Regions from separate parts of the Callithrix jacchus genome. Here region 1 is linked to region 2. A link is a contact called in public Hi-C data. All regions are on one chromosome and are shown on one strand. Each heading gives the region's core, a stretch centred on a gene start, on an enhancer-like site or on the middle of the called end of the contact. The rest is flanking DNA. Distances are from core to core; before and after follow the strand shown.

Region 1 (6,431 bases), core at 2,069-4,568, 140 kb before region 2:
TGAGGCAGATGGATCATGAGGTCAAGAGATCGAGACCATCCTGGTCAACAAGGTGAAACCCCGTCTCTACTAAAAATACAAAAATTACCTGGTCATGGTGGCGCACGCCTGTAGTCCCAGCTACTTGGGAGGCTGAGGCAGGAGTATTGCTTGAACCCAGGAGGCAGAGGTTGCGGTGAGCCGAGCTCGTGCCATTGACCTCTGGTCTGGGAAACAACAGCGAAACTCTGTCTCAAAAAAAAAAAAAGAAAGAAAAAAAAGAAAAAACAAAAATCTCCCCTTTTATCCTGCATTCCACTCTATCCACTGCCTTATATTTCTTCTTGTCTTAAATTGCCCAGCTTCTAGAAAAAGCATGTCTCTTTTATTCCAGATCCAGGTTCCTGCATTCACTTGCTGACCAAGAATTTATTGAGCACCAGCTTTGAATCAGGCAATAAATTAGGCCTAGAACCCACTGGAGGCTAGTTTAACTATGATCACTCTCACTCCATGAGCACCAGTGACTTTCTTGCCCATCCAAAGGGATTTTCCAGCCCTAACCTCCTGGAGGTTCCTGCTGCCCTTGTTATCCAGTCAATCTCTTTTTTTTGAGACAGAGTCTCACTCTGGCTTCCAGGCTTGAGTGCAGTGGTGTGATCTCAGCTCACTGCAACCTCTGCTTCCTGGGTTCAAGGGATTCTCCTGCCTCAGCCTTCTGTAGCTGGGACTACAGGTGTGTGCCACCACGCCCAGCTAGTTTTTTTTGTATTTTAAATAAAGACAGGGTTTCACCATGTTGGTCAGGCTAGTCTCAATCTCTTGACCTTGTGATAAACCCACTTCGGCCTCTCAAAGTGCTGGGATTACAGGCGGGAGCCACCATGCCTGGCCTATCCAGTCATTCTCTTCTGAGACTCTCCCACCCTAGTTTCTGACAGTCTGTGGCCTCCAGTTTTTCTCTTACCTCTCTGGTTGTTTCTTCTTTCCTCCTTCTGCCCATCTGGATGATCTCATACAGACTTATGACTTCACTGACCACCTATAACCTGCAGAATCCAAAGCTGCTATCACTTGTCCACTCCCCGATTTCAGTTGAGTTTCGTAGGTTTGCTGTCTACTAGACACCCCCATCTAGACATTCCACAGACACCTCAAACTCAGCATGTTCAAAATCAAACTTGGGATCCCTCCCCTAACATCTGGGCCCTGTCTTACTAGTTGTCCCTAACTTAGGTAATGGTACTGCCTACCAACAAGTCCTAAGGCTTCTAATGGGGAGTCATTCTAGAGCCCTCTCTTTCCCTAATTCCCTGCAGTTTATATATTATCAAATATTATTGATTTCTCTTCATAAGTATCTCTTGTATCTACCCAGTTTTTTTTTTTCCCCACTGTCACAGCTCTGGTATGGTTTTGAGATTTCCTGATTTCCCACCTGGAATGTAGCCACGGCTTCTCTGTCGAGCTCCCAGGCTGCACTCTTGACCTGTGTTATTAGGTCCTGGCAGAAAGCAAATGGCACATTGCACTTGAGGAGTAATTTGAGGAAAGGTTAAAAAATAAGGAGAGAATTTATAAAAGGTGGAGGGGTATAGGAAAACCTCAAGAAATAATGTACTATCTGCTGGGGCCAGTAGCAAATCAATGTTTCTACCCCCTAGGCCTGAGAAGTCAGAGGAGGAGAGTGATTATCTGAATCAAGAGAGAGGGAGGGGAGAGAGAATCACCTGTGGAAGCTGTGACCTTTGGTTGAGGGTGGCAGCCAGTGCACTGTGACTCCAAAGGGAGGGATCCTGAAGAATAAATGTCCAGTTTTCCCTGACCTCCCTCCCTATTCAATCTCCAGCCATGGCTCCCATTGGCCAACTCCTTCTAGGAAGCCAGAGGGCCAGGAAGATTTGGAGGGGTGTAGTGAAGACATGGAGTGCATCCTCCAAATTCTTCTCTGTAATAGGCGAGGAAGTTTTTTACTGGTCATACTACTTCCCAGCTCCATTTGTGCACAGCAGGTTCTCTGTCACCTGCAAAACCTAAACTTTTTGGCATGCTCCGTTTCTCTCCCTTTTTTTGAGACCAAGTCTTGCTCTGTAGCCCAGGCTGGAGTGCAGTGGCATGATCCTGACTCACCACAACCTCCACCTCCAAGGTTCCAGCAATTCTCCTACCTCAGCCTCCAGAGTAGCTGGGATTACAGGCACGTGCCACTGCACCTGTCTAATTTTTTGTATTTTTAGTAGAGACAGGCTTTTTACCATGTTGGCCAGGCTGGTCTTGAACTCCCGACCTCAGGTAATCTGCCTGCCTCAGCCTTCCAAGGTGTTAGGATTACAGGCGTGAGCAACTGCACCCTGGCATCTCTTACCCAATTTTTTTCTTACCAAAATGTATGATAAAGCCTGTGGTTTGATCCTTCACTCAGCTACCCGGGCCTACTTCCTGGGAGTTCTCACCTTCAGACTCTTCACTCCAGCAGCATGGAACCACCAGTGGCCCCTGCCTGTATCAATCTGTTCTCTCAGGCTTCTGAGCTTGACCTGATGACAGACTTAGAGTAAGCTGTCATAAATATTTGTATGGTGAACAAGTGGCGAATGCATTCACGGACAGGTCTTTTAACCCCTGTGGTTCCTGAAATCAGGAATAACATCATATACATTATGACATATGTGCAGAGCTGGCGGCCTTCAGTTAATTATCAAGATATTTCACTTACATTCTCTCCTTTGATCATGATGAAAGCCCTGCGTGATAGGTGAGGACGCTACTGTTGATGTTTGAGCGTGAAGTGGACTACTCAAAGTCACAGGCACTGGGTACAGAAGGGACTGTAGGAGCAGAAAGGGGGGAGTGATCCCTTTCCTCCCCATCATAAGAGTCACAGCCGATACTGCTATAACAAAAGACCAGTAAACAAGAAAGAAACCTAACAAATGTATTTAATCATAGTTTTACTTGAAAGGCTGAGAACCAGGTGTTAATCTTCATAGCCTGTGGAGAAAGAAGAAACGAGGGCAGTGGAGGAAAAAACGATTCACGTTTTTAGGAAAAGGTACTTTGAGATCAGGGATCGTTGGTACAATGCAAACCAAATGCAAACGAGGAGCTGGCCAACTCATGGTTTCTTTTGGGTGGAGCCTTTAGGAAAATTCTTCCAGAGAGCAATGCTCGAAGTAAGGTATTTAGAGTAGAAATTTTAAATATAACATATTGCATGGAAGGTTTTTTTCTCCCTACCCTAGTTGGGTTGGAGGATCCTCTGTCTCCCCTCCCCACTTAGGTTGACTGCTATTTTCTGGGTCACAGCTTGGAAGATCCACCTGGACGAATACAAAAACGAGACTCCCCTTCCAGAGAGGAAGGAAGGAGACAGACGAATGAGATTGAGCGTGTAAAGGCCAGAGACAGCCTCTCTCTACCCCCGCCTCACCCTCAAGGTAGGGGCTCCTCAGAACATCGCTACCGTAATTATGGGGGAAATTCCTGAAACGGATAACTGGACCTCGGCACCGTCATTTCTAGCAGAATGATTGCGCTTTCCTCTGACCCAAGCTAAGGGGTGCCAGCAGGGGAAAGTAACGACCATCCGCAAAAACCCTCACCCAAGTGGGGAGTAGAAATCCCGGCTCTTGGGTTGCAGAGCTCAACTTGACGCTAGCGCGTTTCTCTACCCCCACGCAATGGCAAGTGGGGAGGGAGTCGGAGGGGAGAGGAGAAGAGGAGAGAAGGAAAGAAGGGGGAAGGGGAGGGGAGAAGCCGAGGGCGGCCTGGGTTCCAGCAGCCGCCCCGCCCTCCGGCTCGCGGCGGATTCGGCGCTGCGGCTGGAGCCGGCGGCCGGGCGGCTGCCTGTCCAGGCTGGGTCTGGCCGAGCCTCGCGTCGCCGTGCAGTGCGCCGGGTGTCCGGGAGATGGCTTCCCCTCTCTCGCCCGCTGCTCCCGCTATTGTCTCACCCGGGGTGGCCTGACTCTGCGAGCTCGCGCACGCTCTCGGCGGAGAGCACCCCTCCCCGCCCCCCAAGCTGGTCCTTGCACCCTTTGCTACCTCTCCCTCTCCTCCTTGGACCCCAGGGTCGGCGCGGAGCCTGGAGAGGGGAGCGGCCCGGGAGCGGGCGGCGTGCGGCCGGCCAGCTCCCCTCGCGCTGGTGCAAGAGGCGCTTGGAGCCGCAGAGCGAGCCCGGGAGGCGCGGAGCGAGCAGCCCACGTCGCTGGGCACAAGGCACGTCGGGTGTTGCAGCAGAGCCCGCAGCTAGCGCAGGTAGGACACGCACCCAGCCGGTTGCACCGGCCCCCGGGTCTGCAAAGTGCCCCCAGAGTGGAGGCAGCGGAGGTCAGGAGGCTCTCCCTCCAACATGGCAAGAGCGGAGGTGCAACAATGGAAGCGGCGGAGGGTTCCAGGCGGCGGGCTGAGCGGCGGACGCCGTGGGAGCCTGAGCTTCTGCCGGCCGCGCAGAGCAGGTTGCCCCTCACCCCACGCCACTGCACTCCAGCAGCTTCAGGGCCTCTGGGGCTCCAGGCACCCGCGTCCCCACCCCCTTCTCGCTAAACACACTTCCTGGCTCCCAGCTGCTGGGCGATCTGAACCAGCCAATGCCTTTGGGGTTTGTTTATTTAAGATGAGAAATAAAAAAAGCAAAACCTGTCCTGTGATGGGGGTAGTGCCTTCCGTGGATTGGGTGAGAAGTCGGCATCTAGCCTGGGGAATGTGTACGTTTCTTAGCCGGGCGGAGGGTAGAACTGCCTTCTCCCTTATAAGGACACTGCAGCAAAAGCAGACTGAGAGCTTGCAAGAGGGAGAGGGACCCTCAGGCCTGAGTTCGCGGGTGCCCCGAGAAGGCGCTGCCCTCCTGGCCTATACTTGTCTCTCATTTTCAGCTCCCGACAGCGGTGACTTTGAGGTTGGAGGAAGCAATCGCAGCAGGAAGCGCAAGCAAGGCTGCCAAGCTGGTGTGGGGAGGAGCAGGGTGGGGAGCCCAGGGGCTTGGCAGGCTCCTGGCTTGTGGGAAGAGGTTACCAAAGGTATGGGGTTAGTGCACACACCCTAGTTGGCCGATGTTGAAGAGTGTGTGTGTGAGATCTGCCTTTGCTCTTGCTCCTTCAGGCCTGCCTTCTCTCCATCTCCACCCTCTTCTGGGGTCTTCGCAGCTTCCCGTCAGGCCTGGGATGGAATCGCTATACTGTCTCTGGCAGCCCTCTTGGGCTGTTTTTTCTCAACTCTGTTGGAAAGTTTTGTACCCTGGGCTGGCTGGTCCCAGCATGGCACCAGATTCTTTAGCAGGCAGCTACCCAGGGTCCAAGAAGTGGGCCAATGCTGCCCCTCCTCCTCACTCTAAACTACCTATTTGGGATATGGCCAGGCAGATGTAAGCAATTTGCACTAAATTCCAACCCTGAATCAGTGCTGAATGAAAACTTACTCTGTTGCTGCATTCGGCCTTGGGAAGATTTTAGGAAGAGAAATGGCCCAAAGGGTGGCAATGCAGACCCCAAATACTTCCCTCTCCCCAACTTTAGCTGTGGATCCCAGAGCAGAGAGGCAGGGAGCCTTTGGAATCCCAGCTCCTCCAGAGCCTGGCTGTCCCATCTTGAGGTTGTGTCCATGGAAAAATTAAGACGAGGCACATTTTATAGCTCTGTTTGGCAGCCAGCATCTGAAAAGACGGTGGTTCTGAGCTGGAGCCCTAGACCCAGGCTGTGGCTCTCTTCTTTGGCCTTTGGGTGAGCCCAAGGTTTGATTTCCATGACTCTGAGCTTACTGCTGAGTGTGCATGGGTGTATATGGCTGAATCTGATCAAGCTGTCAGGACTGGCTGCTTGTCCATTTCCTTCTTCACTGGAAGCATGAGGGAGAAAGGGCCAAGGGGGTGTGCTGGGTGAGGAAGGGTCAGTTTTTCTGGGGACTTGGGCTGTTCCTGGGGGAGCCCCTTTGGGCTTCCTCAGTGGTCTGGAATGCCTTTGGTCTATGTCATGACCTAGTATGCTCTGGCAGATACTCTATACCCTCATGGGCCTTTGGTCCCCTCTTGGTGGTGTCCCCACTCCTCCTATGCCTGGTGCTTTGCATCTGTATCATGTCTGTGGTCCTTCAGCCTGCATAGCCCTGCCTGGACCAGCAGGGAGGAAAATGAGGAGGTCTCTGTTCCCTTGAGGGGCATGTCACTAGCCATAAGGTTCAGGCTCCTCATATTCCCAGGAGGTGAACTTGGACATCATAATGTGAAGTAGTAGACAAAACAGTGCCCTGGTGTGACTTTCTTCTTAGCTATGTGAGCTTGGACAGTTTGTGAACCTAAGATTTAGTTTGCATCTTTGTAAAATGGAGGTGGGAGAGTAGCCATGGTTTGCAGGATTAATAATGTAATACTGCTTACCAAGAACTGAACAAAATCCTGTGTGCAAAAGTACCCTGAAAACTGCAGAGTACTTTACAAATGATTATTCATCCTGGGTTTACCC
Region 2 (6,261 bases), core at 72-2,571:
ATTATCAACCAGCCATGTATTCTGTGTTCACATACATTTCCAGACCTGATGGCCTTTCTGTATATCTCAGCAGCAGCCGCCCCTCTAGAAACTAAGTGCTTTAACATTGACTCCTCACCATGCCTTTATGAGGAGGTCCTATCATCCCTGTTTTAGGAAATAATGGGAAAACTGGGACTTATTATTCTATGTCACACACAAGGCTTGTATTAGTAGAAAGCAAGCAGGGAGGCAGCCTCGCGTGTGCCTGATTTCACAGGCTGCGCTCTCAGCATGATGGCATGGCTGCCTCCCAGCCTCCTCAGCACCTCGCTTGGACAAAGAAGGTGCTCAGTGAGTTCTTACTGAATGAGTGAGTGAATGAATGAACGGCTGGCTCACTGTTCGTTCCTGTGTTCCCAGTTCCCACAAAAGCTTATGACATTTGGTTGGTGGGTGAGTTAGAAACCCAAACGATTCCAGAAATGGATTCCAAGTAATAGTTAAATCCAGACAACTTGGGGAGCTATTTTGTTTCTTTTAGTGTGGACTAGGGAAATTTCAATGAGCAAATGTTGACGTCTGCCCAGGAGCAGACAAGTATGTTAATTTCGTGTCAACAAGCCCTTTCTTTCAGGGTATTTAAGAAGTGACCCTCATGGTATTCACAACAGACGTGTTGCTCAAGTGCGCCTGAGGTTCTGAAGGTGTCATTTACTGGGAAGAGTGGTGGGAGGAGGAGGGAATAAGTGAAGGATGAAACATGGGAGAAACGCATCTCCAGCCTGCATGCACTTACCGTATAAATCCACAAGAGGGCTCCAGAGCACAAGGATGGCCCCACAAGGCCTTTCAGGGGTTTGCTCGCAGAGTGTCTCAGGCTGATGGCGCTTTCCCGGAGGTGACAGGGCCCCTTTCCCATCCCCTGCCACATCCCAGCCATAGTGGGTCTGGTAGCTGTCTTTCTGATGCTTAAAGATCTAGCTCTGTAACACCCATTCCGGCCCAACAGGAAGTCTTCCCCGCCCCCTTGTCCCCTTCCCCCGTTCCCGTTGAAGCCGCCAGCGGTGAAACTTGCCAGTTCTGTCCCCAGGGGCGCCTCTCCCCTTCTCCAAGGTTGGCAGGGAGGGAGACGTGACAGGACGCTTTCTGAGAGCCACGCCCCTGATAACCCGCTTCCCAAGCGGGGCCCCGGCGGCTCCTCCACCGAGGGAACCCCACCCCGCCGTCCGTCTTGTTCTGCTCTGAACGCTTCCTCCAGGAAGGTGCGAGAACGTGCAGGCAGGCAGTCCGCCCTCAGCCCTGGCGCGCCCACGGGCTGCTCGGCTGTCCTTGAGGGCCAGCGGGGAGGCAGAGATCAGAACCCAGCCCTCTGCCCCGGGTGCTCCAGGCTAGGCGGTGAGGCCCCCGTGAGTCCTCCAAGGCTGTGCTGGGTCTCAGGGAGTCATCAACACAGACCCCAACCCGAACTGCGAGACCTTGGAGGAGGGGGCGCCCTGGGAGGGGCGGTGGAGCCGCCGAGAGCTGTTCTGCTGTCTCCAGAAGGCAGACTGGGCAGAGTCCAGGAGTCCTGGGAAAGCAGTTTAGGTATAGTGACCTGGCTAGCCCTGCCCTTAGAAAGGCAGGTAACACCCCAGAACGGTAAAGAAGGAGGCGGCCGAAGAGAAAAGGCATTGAATGTGCTGGGTTTCAAAGAAGCCCATTTGCAGGTGGGGAAAACGGGCTCAATAGTCAAGTAACTTCTTCAAAGTCACTGAGTTACTCAGGGATGGAGCTGGGCTTCCAAGTTTACACAGATCATCAAAGATAGTTTATCATTAGCCAGGCATGGTGGCTCACACCTATAGTCCCAGCTACTCAGTAGGCCAAGGCAGGAGGATTGCTTGAACCTGGGAGTTGGAGACCATTCTGGTCAACATAGCAACACTCTGTCTCTACAACAGATAAAACATTTAGTTGTATATGGCTGTGTGCACCTGTAGTACCAGCTACTTGGGAGGCTGAGGAGGGAGAATCACTAAAGTCCAGGTATCAGTGGAGGCTGCAGTGAGCTAGTTCTTCCTTTGCTGCCCCCACCCCCTGGGTTGGTATGCTCTGCAAGGGAGAGAGACCCATGGGGATGCAGTTGCACTGAATAGGGAGTGAGCCAGTCAAGTTGGTGGCCACCAAGGCTGTATGGTAGGGAGTGGGGATGGCACCAGAAGGGTGGGGAGGACCCTTGTGTTTGGAGACCATGAGTAGGTGCCTGGGAAGCTTGGACTTGATCCTCTGAGCAATGGGGGCCAGAGATTGTAGAGCACAGACAGGATCACAGAGGTGCTTTCTGTGGAATCCTCCCTCCCTCATGCCACCCCACACATTCCCCATTGGAGTTGTTTGAATGAGGCTCGCTTCTCCCTTCTTCTGGGCTCGCAGAGCAAGACTTTAGATTTGTCAATAAAGGGAATTTATTTTCTCTGCTCCCTCCACCTCACCTGGCCCTGCTGCAGCTCCAAGATCTTCACGCTACCGCCTCTCTTCCACCTTGATCCCCCCATAAAGGCATGCACCTCACACCCACCCTCCCTTCGGCCTCTCATGCCCCTAGAGCCTCCCATATCCCCCAGAAACATTCACACGTCTGGTTCAGGCTTCTCAGAGGATCTGTGGGACTTGTCTGCAGCCCTTGCCCTCTGTCTGCCAGAGAGGAAACCCGCCCAGCAGGCCCATCTGTTGGTCGCCTTGCCTTTTCCAGCTGCCAGAGGATTATGGGGGCCGGGACTGGGGTCTCTGTCCCCCTCCCTGGCCTCCCTCTGGGATGCTATAATCTCTTGCTCCAATTCTCCTTTACTCCATTGGCTTCTCAGGGTCAGAGACCCCAAGAGCCCCTCATCTTGGCTGATTGAAAGCAGACTCTCCCCCTGCCTGCACCTGGCAGCCTTGCCAAGTCCTGGAGTGCCAGGGCAGGTGAGTTGGGCTGGGTCGGTTCTGCCTGGCACTGGGCCCTCATCCACAACTTGTCTGCCTTTTCAGCAGAGCAGCTTTCCTGTAGTCAACACGGGGCTGGCCTGGCATCTCAGCTGGGCAGGGGAACAACGGGAGGTGACCGAGGGTCCCCCTCCCCAAGGGGGTTGGTGAGCTGCGCCTGCCGCCCTAACCCCAGATTCCCAGCTCCGGCCTGGCCTGCTCTGGGGTGGGAGGGATGGTCCTTTTGGTAGCTCTCTAGGTCCCTGCCTTCCCCCAACGCTGTTGTGTGTGTCGGCGGGGAGTGGAGCCACTGCCCCCACACCAACCAGCCAGCTCCGCCCAGGCCCTGGGAGGGAAGTCTGTGCTCCTGTACCTTCCATGGCACATTCCTTTGCAGGTAAGGACTTCAGGTGGTAAAAATGATAAATATACTCAGATCACACTAAGAGAGACCCACTGGTATCGGAGGGGAGAGGCTTAATTTTCTAATCAAGTTGTTCTAACAATAAACAAAAAAAAGCAATTATCATGTGAGCGTGGCCTTGCAGACACCCTCTCTCTAGGCCCCACTTCTTGACATAGTTCTGTATTCAGAAGTGACCCCAGAAGCTCATCTGGTCCAGTCTCCAGTTTCCAGGTTTAAGGGGCAGGGGGGATGGAGACCAGTGAGCCTGCCTAGAGGTTTAGGTGGGAATCTTTTTTTTTTTCCATCTTTCTGATCCTGTTCATGAAATCGTGTTTTTCTGACACTTGCCCATTGTCGCACAGAATCCGTGGATAGAGGGAAACCGAGGCAGAAAGCAATCTTTGTTTAAGCAGAAGCAGGACTGCGACTCCATTTTCGGAGGCCCTTCCTTCTGCCTCTGACCCTGAATAATGCAGAACCCAGGTACCCCGCAGCTTGGCTGGCATCCTTGCTCAAGGTGATCAGGGACCAGTTTGGGTTGAGGTCTAGGAGAAGATCCTGGCATCTCCTCGTGGGTGCCAACCCTCTCCAAATGTTATTTCTCTAAATTCTCTGCACTGAGGTGGGGGTGGGGGATGGGGAGGCCCTGGGTCCCCAGCCAAGCCCTCTTGACACCTAGAGATGTGCCCCTCTCTGGAGTGGACAGCCACAGAGCCGAAAGGTGACCACCAGGCTGGCTGGGCGAGGCCCCACACATGATTCCCCTGGGCAGTTTCTGGCTCCCTGCAGTCTCTGGTGGGGGACTCTAAGAATGCAGTTCGCCCAGACGGTGGCCCTGCTTCCCTTTGGGGGGCAGCCTTATCCCGGTGATGAAAGGGCCAGGAGGCTGTGCTGAGCCACCCCATCCTCTCCCAGGCAGGCAGGCTGTGTGGATGGTTAGCGGCTTGTCGCTGGTGTGGATGGAGTTAAACCTTTTCGGGGACTATTTACTCCTGATCCTAAGTGACAGCTTGGGGAGGGAGAGTCACGTGGCCCTGAAATCCCCGGGGGAGCCGATGGAGCATGCCCAGCTGCCTCTGCCTGGGAAAGATGCTGGATCCTGCAGTAACCACAACAGCATCCTCTCCCTGCGCCAGGGACCTGCCAGCCGGAGAGATGACTGATTAGATCAGATTAGATCCGGAGCCCCGCTCTGCAGAAGGGGGCCCCAGGGGCAGGGGAGGAGGACCCCAGCTGGCCTGAGCTGCGGGGAGGGGTACCTTGGGGCTCACAGAGTTAGAGCTTTCCAGCGTGGGGATCGCACCTCAGAAGCCGGTGAGTCTGTTTTCATGCATCACATAGATGAGGTGGGAGGAGGAAGGCTGGGCTCTGGTCAGGGCTGGCAGCTGCCTGTCTGCCGCGTGAGCCTGGCTGCTTGCACTGCGGTGCACTGGCTTCCCCATCCCTCATCCTTGGCAGCCTTACTTGGGGATCATGGATGCTGAGAATGCTAATTATAGCCCTCTCTGTGCCCCTACCCCCACCTCCAGAGTCCCCTGTCAGGGCTGATGCTGTTTAAATTGATTACATTTAAACTGCATCTCCTGGATGAGGGCAGCTTTGGGCTGGCAGCTTCCTAGGGTCCCGCAGGGGTCCCCCAGGCAGGCTAGCACAGAGAGGCCAGCCCACCCTCCCTTTAATTTTGCCAGCAGGAAGGAGGGATGGAGAGGGTCCAGGGTCAGGCTCAGGTCAGCCCCAGGGACTCACCTTCCTCAGTGTGGGGAGGGGTCAGGGTGTGTATCATTCTTATGGGTCAGGTTGGGATGCAGGGTGATAGAGACTCTTGGATTCCAATTCCTAGGAGGCATCTGAGCTCTGCGGGTCTCAGATTTACTGGGGAGCTTCTGAAGGAGCTGGAGCCTGGTATATGGTGGAGGGGGCAGGGAGTGAGGGGATGGCATTTATAATGATGGGACCGGGCTGCGGCCCACTATGAGCCTCGGGGGCTTTGTGTGAGGAGTCTGGGGAAAGGAGGATGACTGGGGAACTGGCCAGGGAGGGGTAAGGAGGGCTACAGTGGACGGGGAGGAAAGGGGGCGAGACAGGAAAGTGGTGGAGGTGGGGAGAAGGGAGAAGAGGCTCCTGGGAAATGCTCCTTGAGACAACAGGCTAGCCAGGGCAGGGAAGGGGCTGTGGAGCCAGGGAGAGTAGAGATGGAGAACCAGGAGAAAGGGAGAGCCAGTCTCGGGGCACAGGGTGCAGAGGGAGAGCTGCAGGAGGGTGGAAGGTGGTGGGGAGGAGGTTGCAGCTCAGAGCTGGTGTCAGGAGGTTTCAGCCTTCAGGAATTGGAGGCTGTTCCCTAAGGCCTGTAGAGACCCCTTACTCCCAATCTGATCACTTGGGTGGTCACTCTGCTGAGTGTCTCCTGCGTGTTGGGGCAGGGTCCTGGCTCTCAGGTATCTGCCTGAGCCTGCTGTCTGGGAAGGTGCAGGGCATTGCGGGCACCTGCCCTACCAATCTCCCCAATCCTGGCTTCCAGACCACCCTGGAGGAGCATGAAGCTGGGGAGGGGGACTGGGCCTGTTCCGTCGCCAGCTTTCACCCCCGAGCAGCTGCGTCTTAGCTTCGGCAGGACATGAGCAGATCCTGCTGGTGAAGAGGAGGTGGGGGCGGCCTAGGCTTGGGCCTGTCTCCAGGTTGGGGTGGTGGGAGGGGCTGAGGGCGCCCCGCCTGGCACTGCCACTGGGCTTTCCTTATGGAAACAAGAGGGTTTCTGTGTCTCCGCATAAGGGCGCAGAGTGTCGGGCCGCAGATATGAATTATTAAAAGCCCATGGTTTTCCAAGCAGTGGCGAGGTGATAAATGTGTTAGCGCTGGTGTGTATTTAATCCTGGCGGGCTGTGGCACACAGGTTGCAGATAATGGGGTCCCCCATTTTTTCGGGGCTCGGC

The links. A called contact is a pair of places that touch in the nucleus more often than the background predicts.
Region 1: a contact with region 2 is called in a Hi-C map of skeletal muscle, with 3 times the contacts expected there. The contact joins the promoter of PIK3C2B here to the enhancer-like site in region 2. A contact is called at or near these places in 2 of 3 Hi-C or Micro-C datasets (induced pluripotent stem cells and skeletal muscle).

What each region holds. Positions count from the first base shown.
Region 1 is chr19:31,781,999-31,788,429 of calJac240_pri, reverse strand. It overlaps PIK3C2B (phosphatidylinositol-4-phosphate 3-kinase catalytic subunit type 2 beta), which reads left to right and starts at 3,318. Exons shown (of 34, transcript XM_035281112.3): 1 at 3,318-3,416; 2 at 4,047-4,233. LOC144580397 (a long non-coding RNA gene) reads right to left here and starts at 3,328. Exons shown (of 2, transcript XR_013529848.1): 1 at 3,217-3,328; 2 at 2,914-2,970.
Region 2 is chr19:31,637,376-31,643,636 of calJac240_pri, reverse strand. The region is part of intron 3 of PLEKHA6 (pleckstrin homology domain containing A6); the gene reads left to right. Among named protein-coding and RNA genes, the nearest start is that of PLEKHA6, 17 kb to the left of the region's middle. Within about 2 kb of position 1,321, at least 8 of the 16 cell types and tissues checked have an H3K27ac peak or open chromatin away from gene starts, as enhancers often do. A contact at or near this core is called in skeletal muscle, where this site is marked.